2 separate regions of the Callithrix jacchus genome follow, and region 1 is linked to region 2. Evidence: chromatin contacts called from public Hi-C data. All regions are on one chromosome and are shown on one strand. The core of a region is the stretch at or near the end of the contact, and the rest is flanking DNA. Distances in the headings are between cores, read along the strand shown.

The links. Hi-C and Micro-C count contacts between places; a contact is called where the count stands out from the background.
Region 1: a Hi-C map of skeletal muscle shows a contact between it and region 2, with 4 times the contacts expected there. The contact joins the enhancer-like site here to the promoter of THBS3 in region 2. A contact is called at or near these places in 2 of 3 Hi-C or Micro-C datasets (both in skeletal muscle).

What each region holds. Positions count from the first base shown.
Region 1 is chr18:15,673,936-15,678,918 of calJac240_pri, forward strand. No RefSeq gene overlaps it. Among named protein-coding and RNA genes, the nearest start is that of ENTREP3, 10 kb to the right of the region's middle. Within about 2 kb of position 2,281, at least 14 of the 16 cell types and tissues checked have an H3K27ac peak or open chromatin away from gene starts, as enhancers often do. A contact at or near this core is called in skeletal muscle, where this site is marked.
Region 2 is chr18:15,623,687-15,629,390 of calJac240_pri, forward strand. It overlaps THBS3 (thrombospondin 3), which reads right to left and starts at 2,127. Exons shown (of 23, transcript XR_013529406.1): 1 at 2,024-2,127; 2 at 779-985. LOC100397722 (metaxin-1) reads left to right here. Exons shown (of 9, transcript XM_035279814.3): 2 at 2,659-2,820; 3 at 4,569-4,638; 4 at 4,771-4,850. TRNAE-UUC (transfer RNA glutamic acid (anticodon UUC)) reads left to right here and starts at 277; the gene lies at 277-348. It also overlaps a transcript of LOC100894943 not described here.

The DNA of each region.
Region 1 (4,983 bases), core at 1,031-3,530, 50 kb after region 2:
TCAGGTGTGTATTTTTATTATTTTATTTATTTATTTTTGAGACAGTCTTGCTCTGTCGCCCAGGCTGGAGTGCAGTGGCACACATCACCAAGCCCAACTAATTTTTGTATTTTTAGTAGAGACAGTGTTTTACCATGTTGGCCAGGCTGGTTTTGAACTCCTGACCTCAAGTGATCCACTCACCTCAGCCTCCCAAAGTGCTGGGGGATTACAGGCTCGAGCCACCATGCCCAGCCCAGATGTATATTTTTAAAAGATCACTTTGGCTGCTGAGTAGAAATCAGACTGTAGGAGGCAAGTGTAGAGGTAGACTAGCATTCAGTTACAATCCCTTCTTTCAGCAGCCCCACTCTTCCCCACAGCTTAGCCTAGCTAAGGCTTATTCTTTCAGAATTCAGCCCAGATGTCACTTTTAAGAACCTCACCCCTTGGCCGGGCATGGTGGTTCACGCTTGTAATCCCAGCACTTCGGGAGGCCCAGACAGGTGGATCACAAGGTCAGGAGTTCAAGACCAGACTGGCTAACATGGTGAAATCGTGTCCCTACTAAAAAATACAAAAAATTAGCTGAGGATGGTGGCTCGTGCCTGTAATCCTAGCTACTTGGGAGGCTGAGGTAGGAGAATTGCTTGAACCGTGACCTGGGGAGGGGAGTGGAGGTTGCAGTGAGCCGAGATCGCGCCACCGCACTCCAGCCTGGGCTACAGAGTGAGACTCCATCTCAAAAAAAAAAAAAAAAAAAAGAACCTCGACCCATGCTGCCCCAACCCCACACCTCCTGTAACACAAACTCATAGCCTGCTCATCTTTGTCTCTTTCTCCCCTGTTTTTCAGACAGTGTCTCTATCCTCCAGGCTGGTCTCAAACTCCTGGGCTCAAGCGATCCTCCCGCCTCAGCCTCCCGAGTAGCTCCTTTGTCACCCTTATCACTGTTGTGATGAATTGTACAAATGGCTTATTGGCAGTTTTATTTATTTTCCTTTGATGGCTCAGCTCATCAAAGGAAGTGGCCGGCCAATCGTCAGCGGGCAGGGTAGGGACCAGTCCGTCCTGGCTCCCATCTGCAGCCCCAGTGCGCATCCCGACTCTGGAGCTAGCTCCGGGAACGTTTGTCACATGTCTGAAGAATGCATGAATTATATAACCTTCTCTCCACTCAACCCCTCAAAAAGCAAGTGGATCCAAGTACTTGAAGACTTTTTTTTTTTTAGACGGAGTTTCACTCTTGTTGCCCAGGCTGGAGTGCAATGGGGTGATCTCGGCTCACCGCAATATCCGCCTCCCGGGTTCAAGCAATTCTACCTCTGCCTCCGTAGTAGCTGGGGATTACAGGCATGCGCCACCGCGCCCGGTTAATTTTTTGTATTTTTAGCAGAGATGGGGTTTCTCCATGTTTTTGGCTAGGCTGGTCTCGAACTCCCTACCTCGGGTGATCCGCCCGCTTCAGCCTCCCAAAGTGCTGGAATTAAGGCGTGAGCCACAGCGCCCGGCCGAACTTGAAGATTTTATAATCTCTTCTTCGTTAGTAAAATTTTAATATCCTTGCCAGTAAAAATAATAATGATGGTGAAAAACGTTAAGTTCGAACGCAGGTAGGGCACAGCTAAAATCCAAAGGGCGAAATATTTACAACGTCTACCGTCGGGGAAGAGAAACAGCAGCCCCAATCGGCGGCAAAAAGAAATCCCTCCGCAGCCTGCAAAGGCGCGTGGGCGGGACTGGAGCCTGAGGCCCAGGGCAGTAAGTGCAGAAGCCAGGACCAGCCTCAGCCGTGAGAAAAGCAGCCCGGGGGAGGCGGGGCGGGGCCTCACTCCGAAGGGAACGGCCACTCGTTTAGAGGCGGGACACAGAGGCCCTCCACAAGTCTCATTGGTCTAATTGGAGACGGACAACTCTCGCTGACCAGTCATAGCCAAGATGGGGCGCAAGCGTATTTGGAAACGGAGAAAGCGCCGAACACCGGAACCACGCATGCGTCTCAGCGTTTTCGCGCCAGCACAGCCTTAGTGGATGGGGGCAATTGAATTCCCACAGTGAGTCCAGCCCACCGAAACTCAGCAGGATTCCTAAACTTCCACTTTAAAGAGCCTCGGGTTTAGGGAACGTCCTGTGCCCAGAGCCTGCCCCGTGGGAATCCCAACATCCATCGCCTCTTACATAATGTTTCGTCCTGGCCGCGCCTCAGCCCTTCCTGATGCTGGGTTGTTATGATGGTGAATTATTGACGAAGTCTTGCAGCCTGACGCCATCTCTGGGCACTGCTCCTTCCTCCTCCCTGGCTTCCTTGGAGGGTACCACGTTGCCCCTACAAGCATAGGGTCCTAAAGCTGTTTACAAGTCCCCACTCTGCCACTTTCATATCTTAACGAGTGTTGGTTGAGGACCTACTGTTAGACTCAGCGGAATGCGCAAGTTCCTGATCTTGGGACCTTACATTCTATGGGACAACACAAACGTAAACAAAAAATAATTGTAGATAGTGATACATGCTCAAAACATGGCTATGTGACCAGGCGCAGTGACTCACACCTGTAATTCCAGCACTTTGGGAGGCCGAGGCAGGCGGATCACTTGAGGTAAGGAATTCGAGACCAGCCTGCCCAACATGGTGAAACCCCATGTCTACTAAAAATACAAAACTTAGCCTGGTGGACATGGTGGCAGGCACCTGTACGCCTAGCTACTTGGAAGGCTGAGGCAGGAGAATCGCTTGAACCCGGAGGGTGGAAGGTTGCAGTGATCCCAGATGCACCACTGCATTCCAGCCTGGGTGAGAGAGCAAGACTCTGTCTCAACAACAACAACAACAACAAAAAACATGGCTATGTGATAGACTAAAACGGGTATTGGGTGCTCACTGAAATGGTGAGAATGGAGCTAAAACCTGAAATTAGGTGACAGCAGCAGCTATAGGGGCTAAGGGTTTCGTGCTTGGAAAACAGCAGATGCAAACGTGCTTGTGCTGTGAGACAATTTGGGTGGAACAGAAGGTGTGCCATAGTCCCTGAGAGCTTGGAGGTGATTCTAAACACAATGGGAAGCCATTAAATTGAGGCAGAGCCTTGACATGCTTTATCATCATGTTACTGAGTGGAGAATGGATTGTTGGGGAAAGTGAAAGATTGATTGAGAGGTTGTGGAGAGAAGGTGGCTGGAACTGGGTAGCTGGCGAGATGGTGGGACGTGGATGAATTCAGGATAGGATTGGTTGTGTTGGATATGGGAAAAGAAGTCGCAATGATGCCTAAGCTTTTGGAATGTGCAAATGATAATGGAGGTGCCATTAATTGAGATGGAAACAGTGGAAAAATAACAGGTTCTGGGGTGGGAATCGAGAGTTCAGTTGTGGCCACGTTGAATCTGAGATGCCCATTAGACTTCCAAGCAGAAATGCTGAGTTGGATGGTGCTCATGAGAGGTCAAGGCTGGAGTTAGACATTAACACAGGGACCTTAGTAGTAGGGCCACCTACAGAAAAGTCGAGGTAAGAAAGAGGGCTTAGGTCAGGGTCCTGGGCCCCTCCACTCCTACCCAGTTCAGCAGGATAAAGTAGAAGAGCCAATTTTTCCTGTTTCAAAGGGAAGCATTCAAGAAGGTGCATTGGCCGGGCGCGGTGGCTCACGCCTATAATCCCAGCACTTTGGGAGGCCGAGGGAGGTGGATCATGAGGTCAAGAGATCGAGACCATCCTGGTCAACAAGGTGAAACCCCATCTCTACTAAAAATACAAAAATTAGCTGGGCATGGTGGTGTGCGCCTGTAGTCCCAGATATTTGGGAGGCTGAAGCAGGAGAATTGCTTGAACCCAGAAGGCGGAGGTTGCAGTGAGCTGAGATCGTGCCATTGTACTCCAGCCTGGGTAACAAGAGCAAAACTCCGTCTCAAAAAAACAAAAAAAACAAGAAGGTGCTGATTATGAGATCATTGCTGTCTCTAGATCAAGTGAGATGCAGGAAGAGAAATGATCACTGGGTCTGACACCACTTTGGTCACTGAAAAATTTTTTTTTTTGAGACAAAGTCTAGCTCTGTCGCCAAGGCTGGAGTGCAGTGGCGTGATCTCGGCTTACTGCAACCTTGACCTCCTGGGTTCAAGCAATTCTCTGCCTCAGCCTCCCGAGTAGCTGGGATTATAGGTGCCCGCCACCATGACCACCTAATTTTTGTAGTTTTAGTAGAGGCAAGTTTCACCATCTTGGCCAGCCTGGTCTTTTTTTTTTTTTTTTTTTTGAGATGGAGTTTCGTTCTTGTGGCAGTGCAGTCTCAGCTCACTACAGCCTCTGCCTCCTGAGTTCAAGCAATTCTGCCTCAGCCTCCCAGTAGCTGGGATTACAGGCCACTGCCACCACACCCAGCTAATTTTTGTATTTTTAGTAGAGACACGGTTTTGTTATGTTGGCCGGGCTGGTCTCAAACTCTCAGCTGATCTGTCCATCCACCTCGGCCTCACAGAGTGCTGGGATTACAGGCATGAGCCAGTGTCCTTGAACTCCTGACTTTGAGATCCACCTGCCTTGGCCTCCCAAAGTGGTGGGATTACAGGTGTGAGCCATGGCGCCCAGCTGTCACTGAAAATTTTGTTTAGAGCAATGGCTGGGGAAAGAGTCTGATGGGGGTGGGTGAGGAGAGAATGTTTAAGATTCTCTCATTAAGGATGTTTAAGAGTAGAGAGAATAAAGAGAAAACCTATTGCTAAGAAAAGGAGCAGTGGTTGGAAAGACTATCTTAACAGTTTCTTTGTTCTTTTTTTTCTTGAGAGAGAGTCTTGCTCTGTAGCCCAGGCTGGAGTGCAGTAGCATGATCTTGACTCACTGCAACCTCCGCCTGGTGGGTTCAAGTGATTCTCCTGCCTCAGCCTCCTGAATAGCTGGGACTACAGGCGTGCGCCACCACGCCTGGCTAATTTTTTGTAGTTTTAATGGAGATGGGGTTTCACCAGATTAGCCAGGCTGGTCTCAAACTCCTGACCTCGTGATCCACCCGC
Region 2 (5,704 bases), core at 877-3,376:
AACAGCCTGGTCAACATTCGAAACACTGTTTCTTTATTTTTTCTTTTTTTTTTAATAGTTTCTTTCTTACCAAAAACCAGACGAAATGCTTTTTCTACTAAAATTACAAAAATTAGCCAGGCTTGGTGGTGGGCAGCTGTAGTCCCAGCTACTTGGGAGGCTGAGACAGGAGAGTTGCTTGAACCAGGGAGGCGGAGGTTGCAGGGAGCTGATCTTGTGCCACTGCACTCCACCCTAGGTGACAGAGTGAGATGCCCTTTAAAAAAAAAAACTGGTTCCCATATAGTCTAGCAGTTAGGATTCCTGGTTTTCACCCAAGTGGCCCAGGTTCGACTCCTGGTATGGGAACCAAAATAAAAATAAAAATAAAAAATTGGTTTGGAGAATAAGACTGAAGTAGTCTTCAGTGGTATCAGATGACTCTATCCTCTCCTAGGGTGACAGCTGGTTTGTGCCCACTGAACTGTGCCAGGGATCTGAAGGACCTTTCTGTAACACTGCTGAGGCAGAGACATGCCTCACCCTCCCTCCAGGCATCCCAAGTACAACCCATCCCTATAAATACCAGGCCTCAAGCTTCACCCGATTGTTTGGTACCTGGCCTCTTAAAGCACCTTGTAAGCACCCCATACCAGATGCCCCTGATGTGTGGGCACAGCCAAATGGGACCATGGTCCCCAGTGGAGGCCAAGGAAAATTAGGAAGCACTTGGGAAGTAGGGATGAGGGAGAGTGCTCAAGGGGTCACCATTGCAGGAAAGGAGATGCCCACCAGTCACCTTTGTTGATCTTGCCTACGACAGAGGCCTCCAGCCATCGTGTGTTGTCTTGGCGAGAGTAGAGGCCAAAGAGGACACCACCCTGCTTGGGGGGCAGGCGGAAGGTAGACAAGAGGTAGATGTCCCCAGCAGTGAGCAAGGCTGTCCGGATCTTCTCTGCCACAGCCACCATCTGTCGAGACTCGCCCACAGTCAGCAGGTCAATTACTGGTCAGGCAGGCAGGGGTTGTCAAGGTTAGAGAATGGGATCAAATGCTAAGGTATGCCCTCCCCTAAGCCCACATCACCCCCTACCCCCACCACCAGGCAGCGTTAGTGACCTCAAAACTCAACTCTTGCTCTCAGAGGACAGAGGCACTGTGCCTTCCTTTCCCCATTATTGCCCTCTACCCCCTTCCAGGAACCTGCAGGCTTGAAGCTCACTTAGAAACAGAAACAGCACCCCACAAATTTGAGATGACTCCACCAGGTGGCGCAAGGGAGATGCTGTGCTGATCCCCCGCAGGAGTGGCACCTGGTGCCCACAAGGCAGAAACGGGAGGCAGCTTCTCTTTCCACTGCTGGATTTGGCTCGTTCCACACCCTAGTGTCCCTCCTCCCATCCTAAGGGCACATCACAATCACTCTGGATAAGAACAGCTGCCCACTGAGGGCTCTGACCCTCCCACCATCTGGGCTGTCTCCCATGGGAACGTAGGACCCAGCTCCTCTGCCTCCTGTGTCCTGGCCAATCTGTGGTTTTTTCTCCAGCCAGGAAAGAATCTACGCCTGTGTCATTGCTCCAGCTACCTCTCCCACACCCATGGTCCATCCCACCACCAAACCTCTGAAAAAGCCCAGGCTTCTTGGTCCCCACCCCCGCCCTGTCGTTGGACACCCAGGAGCACAGGGGGATGAAGCCCAGGGACCTACACAGTACATCCACGTTCAGGCTGCTCTCCCAGACCCTGGGGTATCTACAGATGCTCAGACACCACCCCAGCCAGGCAGCCTGAGCATCCAGTTCCTGAGTCCTCTGCCCTGGCCTCATGCCTGACCCTGGCCCGTTCCGACTCCCCACTACCCTCTGGTGCCCACTCCTCTCCACCAGGCCATAATTTCACCAATTCTAGGCAGTCTAACGTTTTCCTCTGGCTCAAGTTCTGGACTCCTCCCCTCTCTCCTTGCCCACATGTTCTCTGCTACTTGGGCTGGGGGCAAATGGGAAAGAGGCAGAGTGGTCTAAGAGGATGGAGACAGGCTTACCCTGCAGGTCCTGACTGGCAGATGCGAAAGAGCAAAGGAGGAGAAGAGCCAGGGCCCCCCGAAGTTCCTGCGTCTCCATGCCGCTCAGCCGGCTCACTACCCCTGGCAGGCAGGCAGCTGGGAGGGGAAAAGGCTAGGCGGAGAGAGCAGGAGCCGGGGGGCGGAGGGACGGAGTCGGAGGGGGGGCCAGCAGGCGGGTGGATGGGGGGGGCTGAAACAAAGAGCTGCCAATCACCCTGCAGGCATCATCAGCTCTGGGAACCAGGGGCACTGGGAAACAGTCCTGGAGGCCTCCCTGCCTCTTACCTCCCCCTAATGGTCCGCCCCTAGTTGCCTCCCTTTCCCCAGTCATCACACTGTTGGGGGTCTCAGCACACAGCACTACCAAATGCTACCGTTTTCTGGAAGCCACGATTGTGGAAGGCAAGAACCCCTACCAGGGGCAGTGCTAGACAGTGGGCATTATTCCACAGCTGGCAGGAAAGGATGCCAAGGGAGTGGCCAAAACTAGCTTGCTATAGTGCCCAGGGATGCCCACATGGCATGAAGTTTGCTGTTCTGGCGGAGCAAGCGCTCTTTATTAGGGTGGGGGTCCCCTGACACGGGCCTGTTTCTCCATTTTCCCTCATTTTTAGGAAACTTTGGGAGTCTGGAAGCGTCTGACGGGAACTGGAGAGTCTAAAGCAGTGGTCAGTGAGGTCGGAGTGAAGAAACCAGGAAAGAGGAAAGGGACACCAGGAACAGGCGCAGAAGACCGGGGGACAGGCCAGGAGCCAACGACCAGACTGTGGAATCCTGTAGGTACTAGCGGACGGTCCTTGATCCGGATGAAGCAGAGGGGCGCCTGAGTTCCCATTACCTAGGCAACAGCCTGCGAGCCTCCACTCTCCTCCCCTCCCCCACCCAGGCCCCAGTCCGGCGTCCGCTCCGGCCGCCGCCACCGCCCCTGTTTTGTTTCCATGGCGACAGGCGGCGCAGGGCCTGCTCCAAACATAACGCGCTGTGGAAAACATGCTGCTCGGGGGACCCCCCCGCCGCAGTCCCCGCTCTGGGACGAGCCCCAAGGGGCCCCAGAGCAGTACAGGCCACGTGCACTTTGGCAAGAGCCCCCAGACCTGGCCCAGGCGCACAAGACCCCGCTCTCCTGGGCTGGCCGCGCCGTCGGGGGTTCGGGGCTCCACTCAGCCGAAGCGCCGTGACTTTCCGAGGCGCGCCTGGCTGACAGCGCTGTCCCGCTACGGGGCCCGCCTCTGGATGGGCCGGCGGCCGTCCCTCCCCGAGGCCCGCGGCCCAGCCCCCCGCAGTGCGGCTGCCAGTCGGGCCAGCAGAAGCCTCGCCTCCCCGGAGACCTCCCCAAGCCCCCTGCCCGCCACGACACGAGGGGCGGTGGCAGGGGGCGGGTCCGTGCAGGGGAGGGCAGGAGCACAGAAGGAAGTGTTTCCGGGACAGGGGGCGGGCAAGATGGCGGCGCCCATGGAGCTATTCTGCTGGTCAGGGGGTTGGGGCCTGCCGTCAGTGGACCTGGACAGCCTGGCCGTGCTGGTGAGGGGAGGCGCCGGCGCCCTCTGCTGTGCCTCGATGACTGGGGAGGGGGCCGAACTAGCCGAGCATCCGAACTTTGTCAGAGCTACTCAGCACGGGCGCATTGGGGGAAACTGAGGCAGTCAAAGAGCGTACGTGGCCGCTATGGGCTCAATGCCCTGTGCTGTAGTTTTCTAGCTTTCATGCAGCAATGAAAAGACGCCTGGTGGGGAGTTCAGGAGATGGGTTCTAGTCCTTGCTCATTCATTAACTGGCTGTGTGACCTTGGGGCGATTCTTTTTCTTCTCTGGGCGTTGTTTCTCCATCCGGAGGTTTACTAGGCTGGACTATCTCAGGGACCTACTCTGGTTTGGAATTCCTGCCTTCTCCTCAGCCGTCTTCTTTTCCTCCTCCTCACTTAACAGCATTTACTGAGCCTATTGTTTGTTGGACCAAAAGACTCACAGCCAGGCTCTGTAGAAAGAGCTTAGCAATCAGACAGACTTAGCTTCATTTATTCATTCCTGCTTTGAAAAGCATCTATTATATTTCTTCCAAATACTAAATATTGCCATGCAAAGATGAATAAAATTCGGTTCCTTTCCTTGAGTTTACACAAAGGCAGATAGGTAAGCAAATAAATATAATAAAATATTCAGGTATAAGTAGTAACAGACCACAGATTGTGCCAAAGAGAAGGGCATGGTCAATGCTTCCAAGAAGAGGGATACTTGTTAGGAAAAGCTTCTGAGGATAAATGTTCACCAGGTAGATGACAGGGGAGGAGATAGAGGGAAGGATTTTCCTAACTGACCTGTAATCATGGACATGTCCATAATCTCTCTAAGCACTGTGTTGTCCATTTGAGAAATAACAGTGGTAGTGTCTTCTCTTTTTTTTTCTGGACTAGGATATTAAGCATAGGGCATGGCACATAGGTATTCAATAAATGTTATTTCTCTTCTTGACACCCCTTGTGGGGACTATGGCCCTGCCTTTCTGCCTTCTGCTTCATTTCCTGCAGACCTATGCCAGATTTACAGGTGCTCCACTGAAGGTGCACAAGATCAGCAACCCCTGGCGGAGCCCTTCAGGTACCCAGTATCCTTTGGGGGTGAGGAAGGGTGTGTAAAAGGGGAGGAGCAGGAGATAGGCAGGAATGTGTTGTAAATATGTGTGAATAGGCAGCTAAGGGCCTGGTTGGTATACTTCTCTCTCAATGTCAGGAACTCTGCCTGCCCTTCGGACCAGTCATGGAGAGGTCATCTCAGTACCACACAAGATCATCACCCACCTTCGAAAAGAGGTAGGTGGCTTGCATAGAGGGGGCTGCCAGTGAGAGAAATTCAGTCAATTCTGTACAATACACATTTATTGAGCACAAGACATATGCCATGCTAGATGCAGGTGACCCAGAGCATCAAGGAACACACAGTCTGATGGCGGAGACACACACAATGTTGCTGTGACATAGTAAAGCAGTTGGCAAGAGATGCAGCTCAGGGCACTGTTGGGGTATCCAGAGGGACAGTGTCTTCTGCTGTCAGACAGGAGGGAGAGGAGCACAGGCTGAAAGAGAGCAGAAGCCAGTAGTTGGCCTCTGATGGTGGGACTGGAAAGAGATTTCTTTTCTTTTCTTTTTGAGATGGAGTCTTGCACTGCTGGTTGGACTGGAGTGCAGTGGCACAGTCTGAACTCACTGCAACTTCTGACTACAGGGTTCAAGTGATTCTCCTGCCTCAGACTCCCGAGTAGCTGAGATTACAGGTCCCTTCCACCACGCCCAGCTAATACTATTTTTAGTAGATATGTTAGCCAGCCTGGTCTCCAATTCCTGACCTTGGGATTCGCCTGCCTAGGCCTCCCAAAGTGCTGGGATTATAGGCATGAGCCACCACACCCAGCCTGGAGAGAGACTTCTAAGGGCCACTTCCCTGTTTTCCAGGACTAGGTTAGGCTAGATATGGGCTCAGGATGGACAAGGCTTAGAGCCAGGTTGGAGAATTTGAAAGAGCATTACCAGAGGAGTGGGCAGGCCTAGGCTATGCTCTTTACTCTGCCACTGACTGTGTGATCTTGGGCAGGCCACTTGACCGCTCAGGGTTGTGCACTCCCTTATTTGTAAAACTAGAGGGCTGAGCCCGCACGTTTTCCAAGAAT